2 separate regions of the Zea mays genome follow, and region 1 is linked to region 2. Evidence: chromatin contacts called from public Hi-C data. All regions are on one chromosome and are shown on one strand. Each heading gives the region's core, a stretch centred on a gene start, on an enhancer-like site or on the middle of the called end of the contact. The rest is flanking DNA. Distances are from core to core; before and after follow the strand shown.

The links. A called contact is a pair of places that touch in the nucleus more often than the background predicts.
Region 1: a contact with region 2 is called in a Hi-C map of endosperm, with 3 times the contacts expected there. The contact joins the promoter of LOC100285855 here to the promoter of LOC100191874 in region 2. A contact is called at or near these places in 3 of 25 Hi-C or Micro-C datasets (ear, endosperm and tassel).

What each region holds. Positions count from the first base shown.
Region 1 is chr3:110,297,563-110,301,827 of Zm-B73-REFERENCE-NAM-5.0, forward strand. LOC100285855 (protein YIF1A) reads right to left here and starts at 1,979. Exons shown (of 5, transcript NM_001158745.2): 1 at 1,819-1,979; 2 at 1-130. The coding sequence starts at 128.
Region 2 is chr3:109,667,339-109,671,066 of Zm-B73-REFERENCE-NAM-5.0, forward strand. It overlaps LOC100191874, which reads right to left and starts at 1,290. Exons shown (of 7, transcript NM_001137298.1): 1 at 1,095-1,290; 2 at 818-985. The coding sequence starts at 1,265.

The DNA of each region.
Region 1 (4,265 bases), core at 729-3,228, 630 kb after region 2:
CCATATACTCCTATCCCAGATCTGATTAGGCCCGAGCTTGCACCGTATAATGGATTATCAAACTGGACAGGTTGAGAGTTTTGCGGGGGCATCTGCATCCCCGAAGGATTCCCGTAATTACTATACATGGCTGCAGTGAAGAAGCAGAGGTATAAAAGAGGTTAGACCAAAATGATAGTATGACAATTCATAACAGAGAGTTGACATATTTGCAGACGACTAAATGAGAATAACAAAACATTAGCATGATGTTACATAAATCATGGTTAAATATACGGGAGCTATTTAGGTCACTGATAAGGCAGAAAGTTCTTCTATAGTTTTCATTAATCCCCAGGCACATACACAACAACAATAAAACATTTTAGTTACAAGCAAGTTGAGGCAAGCTAGAGTTAAAACTCAACAAAAACAACAAGTCAAGATTCAGGCACGTGGATAACTGTTTTCCATGCACTTATATTCAAAGCTAAATCTTTGGGTATATTATATCCTTTACACCCTACTTTTACTGTCTCGCCATCTATTTCTGATCCGATTCTCCTTCACCAAAAGGTGCTTCCATTCATCCTTAATGCACTTAACTTGGTTGAAGTCTCTTATCTTACTCATCGACCGTAGAATCCCAAGCATATCATCATAAAAATAATTTCATGCACCAAACTTCAACATCAGATTAAAAAAATGGATGCAAAACTATAATGGAATTATCCTACATTCTACACTACATCTGGAAGAGAATTTATCGACAAACTGTAAACATAACTGAGAATTTGACAGATCATCTCCCGGAAGTATAAACAAAAAATATTTAATCAACTGGAGTCAAATTCCAGTTACAGAGTCCAACCAATGTACTCGTAACCGTTGACCTTTTTTGTAAAAAAGGGGGGGGGGGGGGGGGGGTTCATAGCAGTCAAGATCATGTTCTAATCCTAGCATCGCTTGTGCATTCCATTTATCCTTAACTACAAGGAAATCAACCATCCTTGTTGAGATGTAACGAAGCAGAAACACTTACGCATATGTTCAGCTAATAGTTTGACTGCACACCCTACTGATGTTGATTTCTGTAGAGGCAGAGAAATAGCAAACTATTGTTTGGTCTTTCTATTCTATTTAGCTGGAGGAGGCGAACAAGAAGCGATACGTGTAATAAAAATCGAAATGCCTTATTAGGTCTGTTGATAGAGCACACAGAATTATTGCTACATAGACAGATATACAAAAAAAATTATTCGCCCCTCTACGATTATTAAAGCAGCAAATTTCTGCTAATTTTCCTTGGATTGCTTCAATAGCTACATCAATACTAGGCACTTCCCCATGTTCCAAATTGTACGGTAAAAAATATATCAAAAACATGAACAGGTAAGAAGCTACAGTTTTATAGTATTCATAGCCATTCAGGAAAAAAAAAGTACATGTTAGAGTTTATATTTTTTTCTAAAACCCCAAAAAGACTATAGTTTCAGTTCCAGCTAATGTTCGATCCAAACGATCCACGCTGCCGCTCCAAAACCATGGAAATGGTAACCAAAGAAGAGATTCCATGCATCCAAACAGAGCCAAATCAGCTGTTCATGTGCAAAGACAAGCTGCGCCCGCACCTCGATTGGGCCTGTTCCAGAGCCCGTGGGTTGCACCGAGACCGGTCGGTTTCCCCGCGCTGAAGAGCGAGCGAGCGAGCGAGGAGAATAACCTAACAGAACCGCGGGATTGGCGGTTTCGCGGGGCACCACGAACGAACGCAGAGAAGCGGAGCGAGAGATTCGGGTCCAATTGAGCGAGCTGGGAATCGGGATCGACGCGAGATACCTGAGTGGACCGATGGAGGCGCGGCGAGCGGAGAGAGGGAGAGATCCGAGAGGGAGAGGGGGGCGGCCGCCGGAGACTCGTCGGACTCGGGGAGATTTTCGGGAGCCTACAGGTCCGTCCACTGTGCGGGTTCCTCTTTCCTTCCGCCTCCTGGTGTCGGTAGGTCCACGCGATTGACGGGAAAGTTATTTTATGGGCCCCGGGTACTTTTTCTTTCTTTTTTTCTTTTTTTTTTATTTGCTTCGGTGCGGGCCGCCAGCCATGTCCTCCCTCCGGCTCTCCGGTATTACTACCTCATATTCATAGCCATAACAAAAAAATAACTCCATTAAATTACCCATATACACTCGTTGGTATTGATTTATCCCCGTACCCATACCTATGTAGGTATGGGTCACACATTGGGTCACATGTACCAAAAAAATTAAACATCTATTAAAATATTATATATACAAATGTCAAGTATATCCATCTAAATACCATTACAAAATTTTTAGCATCATTTAACCATCCATTCAACACACCAAAGATAATTACATAAAGTAATAACACTAGGACAGTACTACATAGCACATTACATTTTCCATTACATGGTCATTAAATAGTCGTTAAACCTTCTATGACATTATGGCCTAAAAGGTTGTTAAATAGTAAAAAAGATGGATGACTAAAGTCCAAGTTCATGCTTGGGATAAGTTTATATTGGTTATTTTATACCCACGGGTTAACGGGTATGGGTGAAGGTGGAACGTTCTAATACCCGTTTACCCATTAGGTGAAGATTTTTGCCCAATAACAGACCTACGGGTAAAATATTTAGCCCACATACATACCCTAATGGAGTAAATACCCATCGGGTATCGGGTCGCGGGTACCCATTGCCATGTCTAGCCGTGGCGTGGGTCTCTTTCTTCTTCTTTTTTTGAAAATGATTATCTCGAGCAGTTACAACAGTGAACAGTTGTCTATTCACAAACACCATTTACTTTGTATATAAAAAAACTATATCCCTTAATAAAGAAATAGTTTTGTCATTTACATTCTCTTCGTCTTGTTTGCAATCCATATTACAACGCGTTATCAACATACTCGCGAGAATAGAGGGAAAAGGCAAAGTGAACGCTCACACGAGAAAGAAGAAGGTTGGAGGCCTCGAGCTCTAGAACGACAGAAAGGTACGATGCCTACCGTTCCTCTTCGTATTCGTCGTCTACGCGAAGTTCTTCGTGTCATCGACGATGCATTGTTGGAGGCGTACACCACCGGCCAAGCATCGCCTGTAGCTGCAACCGCTCCAAGTCGTGTCCAAGTGCACAATGTGCAGTTCTGTGTGGCCCACTGTTGGATGGTGGTTGTACTGCTCCCGGAGGTCGAGTGTGGCCTCCCCATCTTGCTCCCGTCACCGTCGGTGCCGACTGGAGACACAGAGTCGTCGGTGCCCATGGACATCGAGTTGGCGCCTCCGACACCTCCTCCAGCCATTGTCTCACCAGTTCGGTGCCGCTATTCCCCATCACCACTGGAGTCAGATGTCGCAGGGATCATCGTGGCCCATCGTGGACAACCTCCTCGTGCAGTCGAGGACGAACCATGCGGACACCTAATCTTCACCAGCCACCGCCGCGCGCCTCCCTCCTCCTATGAGTGGGCCTAATGGCCCTCGGGACTGGCCAGTGGCGAGCGGCGCCACACCGGCGGGCTGGTGGGGGTAGGGTGAGCACTAGCAGAGCCCAAGTCGGAGGAAGACGTTGGGGCGCCGTGGCCAACCGAGCCCGCGGCGGGCCGTGCCCTCGACAGAGTCGTGCGCCCGCGTAGGGGCTGCCCACGCCGGGGCCGCTCCTGGCTGGAGCGCTCGCGCTAGGGCCACTCCTGACAGGCATATAAGGTGAGTGTTGGAGCGAAGGTCACCCACCCCCCTTGCTTGGCACATTCATGATGTGAATAGCACAAGTTACAACAGAGGGAGAGCGAAGTCTACTTCAACCAAGCAAAGGCCTTGGGACGGAGGGATCAACTAGGATAGGTGAAGGCCTTGCCGGCTCCCGAAGGCCCGACGCCTTAAGACGAAGGCTGCAATCATTACCCACGCATGTTATTAAAGCGGGCCCGTGAGGCTGACATCCTGGATCGCCTGACCCCACGTGTAAGCCTCAGTCTAGGTAGGATTGATGGTGTATCAATCCGGGTTGTACTTAACTACACTGTAATGACCTGTAATAACCCTTGAGGGGGCATATTCTAGGGATAATGCAGGTAACCGGGAGCATAACTGTATTTACGAGGGTGAGACTATCTCTTGGTTACCTATAAATACCCCGCACTTTACCCTAATGGGACAGGCTGAAAAACATTGTTGCTTTAATCCATCGTGTTGTTAAGCATCAAACATTTGGCGCCCACAGTTCGAGCTCTGAAAAACCATTCCTGCGATGGCTCCCAAGAAGGCA
Region 2 (3,728 bases), core at 40-2,539:
TATTTATACTACTGCAAGTCTCTATAGTATATACTATATATAGTGTTATATATATGACTATCCTGGAATACACAGGACGGCCAGGGGGGCGATTAGGGTCGATCAGGGGCGACTAATCGCCTTGATCGACGCCTAATCGCCCAGTGGGATCGATCATGCGATCAGGCGATCTGAAAATTATGGTCTGGAGAAGGGATAAATTGAGGCGAGCCTTCCCCCGCAAATGTGGAGAGGCTCACAAGAAAAGAAAACCTACATGAAGGCTTGTTAGATAAGTATGTGCATATCTCCTGTATGGTATATATATCTTCTTTATGGTATGCATCACCACAGCTATCAGCAAGTTAGTACTCTTCTAAAGTTGTGTATAGAAAATAGAGATATTCTTGTTAGTTCCTTGACTTGTACTTTAAGCTGCTAATTGTTTTCTGTAATCTGGCACATGGTTGTTGTCGGGTCGCTACTGTATAATATGGACCTGTGACGAGCCTAGTTTGTCATCCACATTTACATAATTTTACAAGACTATCACACCAAAAGGCATGTGTGTAATGTGTTCTACTTTTACAAGCAAACTTTTTATTTCTTGTGTGATATACATCAGCACTACATGCTTATTATGTGAAGTGGGTACGTATAAGTAACACGATGTCTGTAATGTCACAGTATCTAATATTTGGTACTACTATAAGCAACATCAATTGGCTGCAACTGCAGGGATCAAATTACTCAAACAGTGTCATAACGATATGTAACCTATGGTTAGGGAAAAGAAAAATGAATCCAAGATAAGCATATGGAATGGAAGACAGTGTACCTCAACCAAGTCCATGTCCATCCTGATCGCAAGCTGCAAGGCTTCATGCCGGGGGAGAATGTTGTGGCCTTCATCCATGACGAGCCTGACGAAGGGAGCGGCGATGGCGTTGTTCATGCGCGGGCCCGCGCTGGCATCGTCCTCCTCCTTGCCTCGCTTCCTATTGGTCTTCAAAACCGAAACGGGACGGAACGGGTCACCACAAAGCCCACGGTCACGAGGCAGCGCGGCAGGGAAGGCGGGGTGAACGGAGGCAGCAGCGAAGAGGGGTGCCTACCTGAGTACCAGGCGGAGCAGCGAAGTGCCGGAAAGGCGGGGCCAGCGGGGAGCGTATGGGAGTGGGAGCGGGGGCGGCGAGGGCCAGTGGGGGAGGAGGATGGGGACGGTGGCGGCGGAGGTAGGCGGCGGCGCGGAGCGCGAGGGATCCGGCGTTGCGCCGGAGAGCCATCCTTTTTTTTCCTTGCCTTGTGTCGCCGGGCCCGGAGGGTTGCGGGACGCTATGGGGGCCCGGAGGACCTTGCTCTGCTTTGTCCTCGTGGGGATGGGATGGGCTTGGCTGGGCTGGGCTAGACGGGCCTTCCCCCTCATGATCTCTGCCAGGTGGGCTTTGGCCCATATGCCCGCTGTTCGGTCGAGTAGGTTGTGTCCATGTCCGGATATTTTGTATTTTAGTTTTTTTTAAAAAATCGCGTTTAGATTTCTGGACGAATTAATATTGTTTTTGGACCTTTTGCTCGTCGCCACAGCCCGTGGCGTTGAGGTATCACGTCTCAGCGTCATAGTCTGTGGCACCGAGGTACGTGTCGCGCTGGCGGATAATGCTAACGCAACACCATCGTGGTCCCCTAGCTCGGCATCATAAAACTTGGCGCGAGGCTAGGATTTAGGCTCGGACTGAGCTCCTCCTTCCCATTCTCTCCCTCACCTTCGCTCACTCACTGCTACCGCCCAATCTTTGTGCTTCACCACCGCAGGCCTCGCCCCGATCCCCGCTCCGACGCCAGCCTCGAGCGTCGTGATGAGCCGCCGCCCCGAGCACCCGCGTCGTCGCCCTCGAGCGCCGCGCTGCCACGAGCCTCCACGCGACCGTCACGTGCGACGTCATCGGTCCGGAAGCACGCCATCGCCTCGCCAACGTCGCCTTGCCTTGTTGTCGCACCTTCGTCTCCTTGAGGTCAATGTCGCACGCCTAGGTTTAGTTTAGGTTAGTACAAACTTTACTCTAGGTTTAGTTAAGTATAAATGTTAGTTTAGTTACAAATTTTACTCTAGGTTAGTTTAGTATATATTTTAGTTTACTTTAGTTATTAAGTTTAGTATATTTAGTTTAGTTTTGTGTAGTTATTTAGTTTGTTTAGTATATATTTTAGTTTGGTTTACTTTCATACAAACTTGCTAGTTAGTTTTTGTACTTGTTTGTGGACTTAGTTAGTTTAGTTTTGATTAGTTTAGTATAGTTAGTTTATTTTTGTTTAATATGTTTAGTTTAGTTTTGTTTACTTTAGTACAAAGTTGCTAGTTAGTTTGTGTACTTAGTTACATACCACTAGTTAGATAAGTGAATGTGTATGTCACCCATCGTGTTGTTCGTTTCTCTTCAGGTTTTAGAAACCTCACCATATAGGGGAGGTGCTGCCGAAATTTTTATTGAAAGTAATATGTTTTTTTGTAGATACGAAGCCATCCGACTCCACCTCCGCCACTGGTAGTGTCACACCCGTTTCTAAGGGGCAGAGCCGGGTGCATAGCATATGTGTGCCAGGATCTATTTCCACACATATGTTGATGCCACAAGTGTAATATATCAAAAGAACAATGCATAAAAGCGTAAATAACGATTATATTAACATATTACACTTTGAACAGACATAATGTCTTAACCTTTATTCATCAAAGTACAGCGAAACATGGACATCAAAATGCAAGGTAACAAGGTAAGGCTAAAGTTAAATGCGGTTAGCATTTTAGTTGGTCAACATTTTATTAACAACACTTGACTTACTAATAAGTGTGAATCCCAAGTATTCCCATTAAACAAAGGTATAAGAGTATGTCAAAAACACTTAAGTGAAACCACTTAAGCAAACCATTGGCAGATCATCGGATCTCGATTTATTTCCATCTTCAAGTTCAATTATCATGTGAGGAGTCCAGGATGCTCATAACCGTGAGCACGGCTGATTTATCAGTTTTACACTCTGCAGAGCTGGTACAACTTTACCCACAAGCCGTGTATCCCCTCTAGCCTGGGTCGGCCAAAACCCGTAAACACTTCCGAGGTGAGTGGCTAGGGATCCACTATGAGGCTTTCATAGAATACTCTTAATGCTAAGCAACCTGCTAAGGTTTCTAAAGACGGTGTGGAGGCCCTCCGGGTGAGGTACCTTAGCCAAGAATACGTCCCCATGTTAACGTGAGCTGCCACCATTGCCGCTCCCCCTCTTTCCCATATTTCAGGTAAGGTTGCTAGGTACTAAGCATATAAAGCTAATTACCAAAGCCAAAGCCATGATATCACTCGTGGTTGCACTGTTTTCCCGGGTGGTCACTCCATGTTCCAATTATCACAATATGATCTTGCTTAATCATCGGATTAACAACAATAATGTAACTTACCATTTGGAACATTGATATCATCAGTAGGAGTAACATCATAGAGTTAAAGTTGTAGTAATAGCATAGCTACTTAATTAGATCAAAACCCATGTTAACAAGGAATAAGGTTGGAAAGGTTAGGAGGATCTGAATAGGAAACCCATCAAATTATGCATATATATCCAAGAATAAACTTTATTAAATGTATTGTTTGGGATCACACAGAGTATGCAGAGGGAGAAGTCCACTTGCCTTGCTTATAGAAAAGTTGGGGTTCTTCCACGGATAGGGATAGATCTTGATTCTTAACTACTAG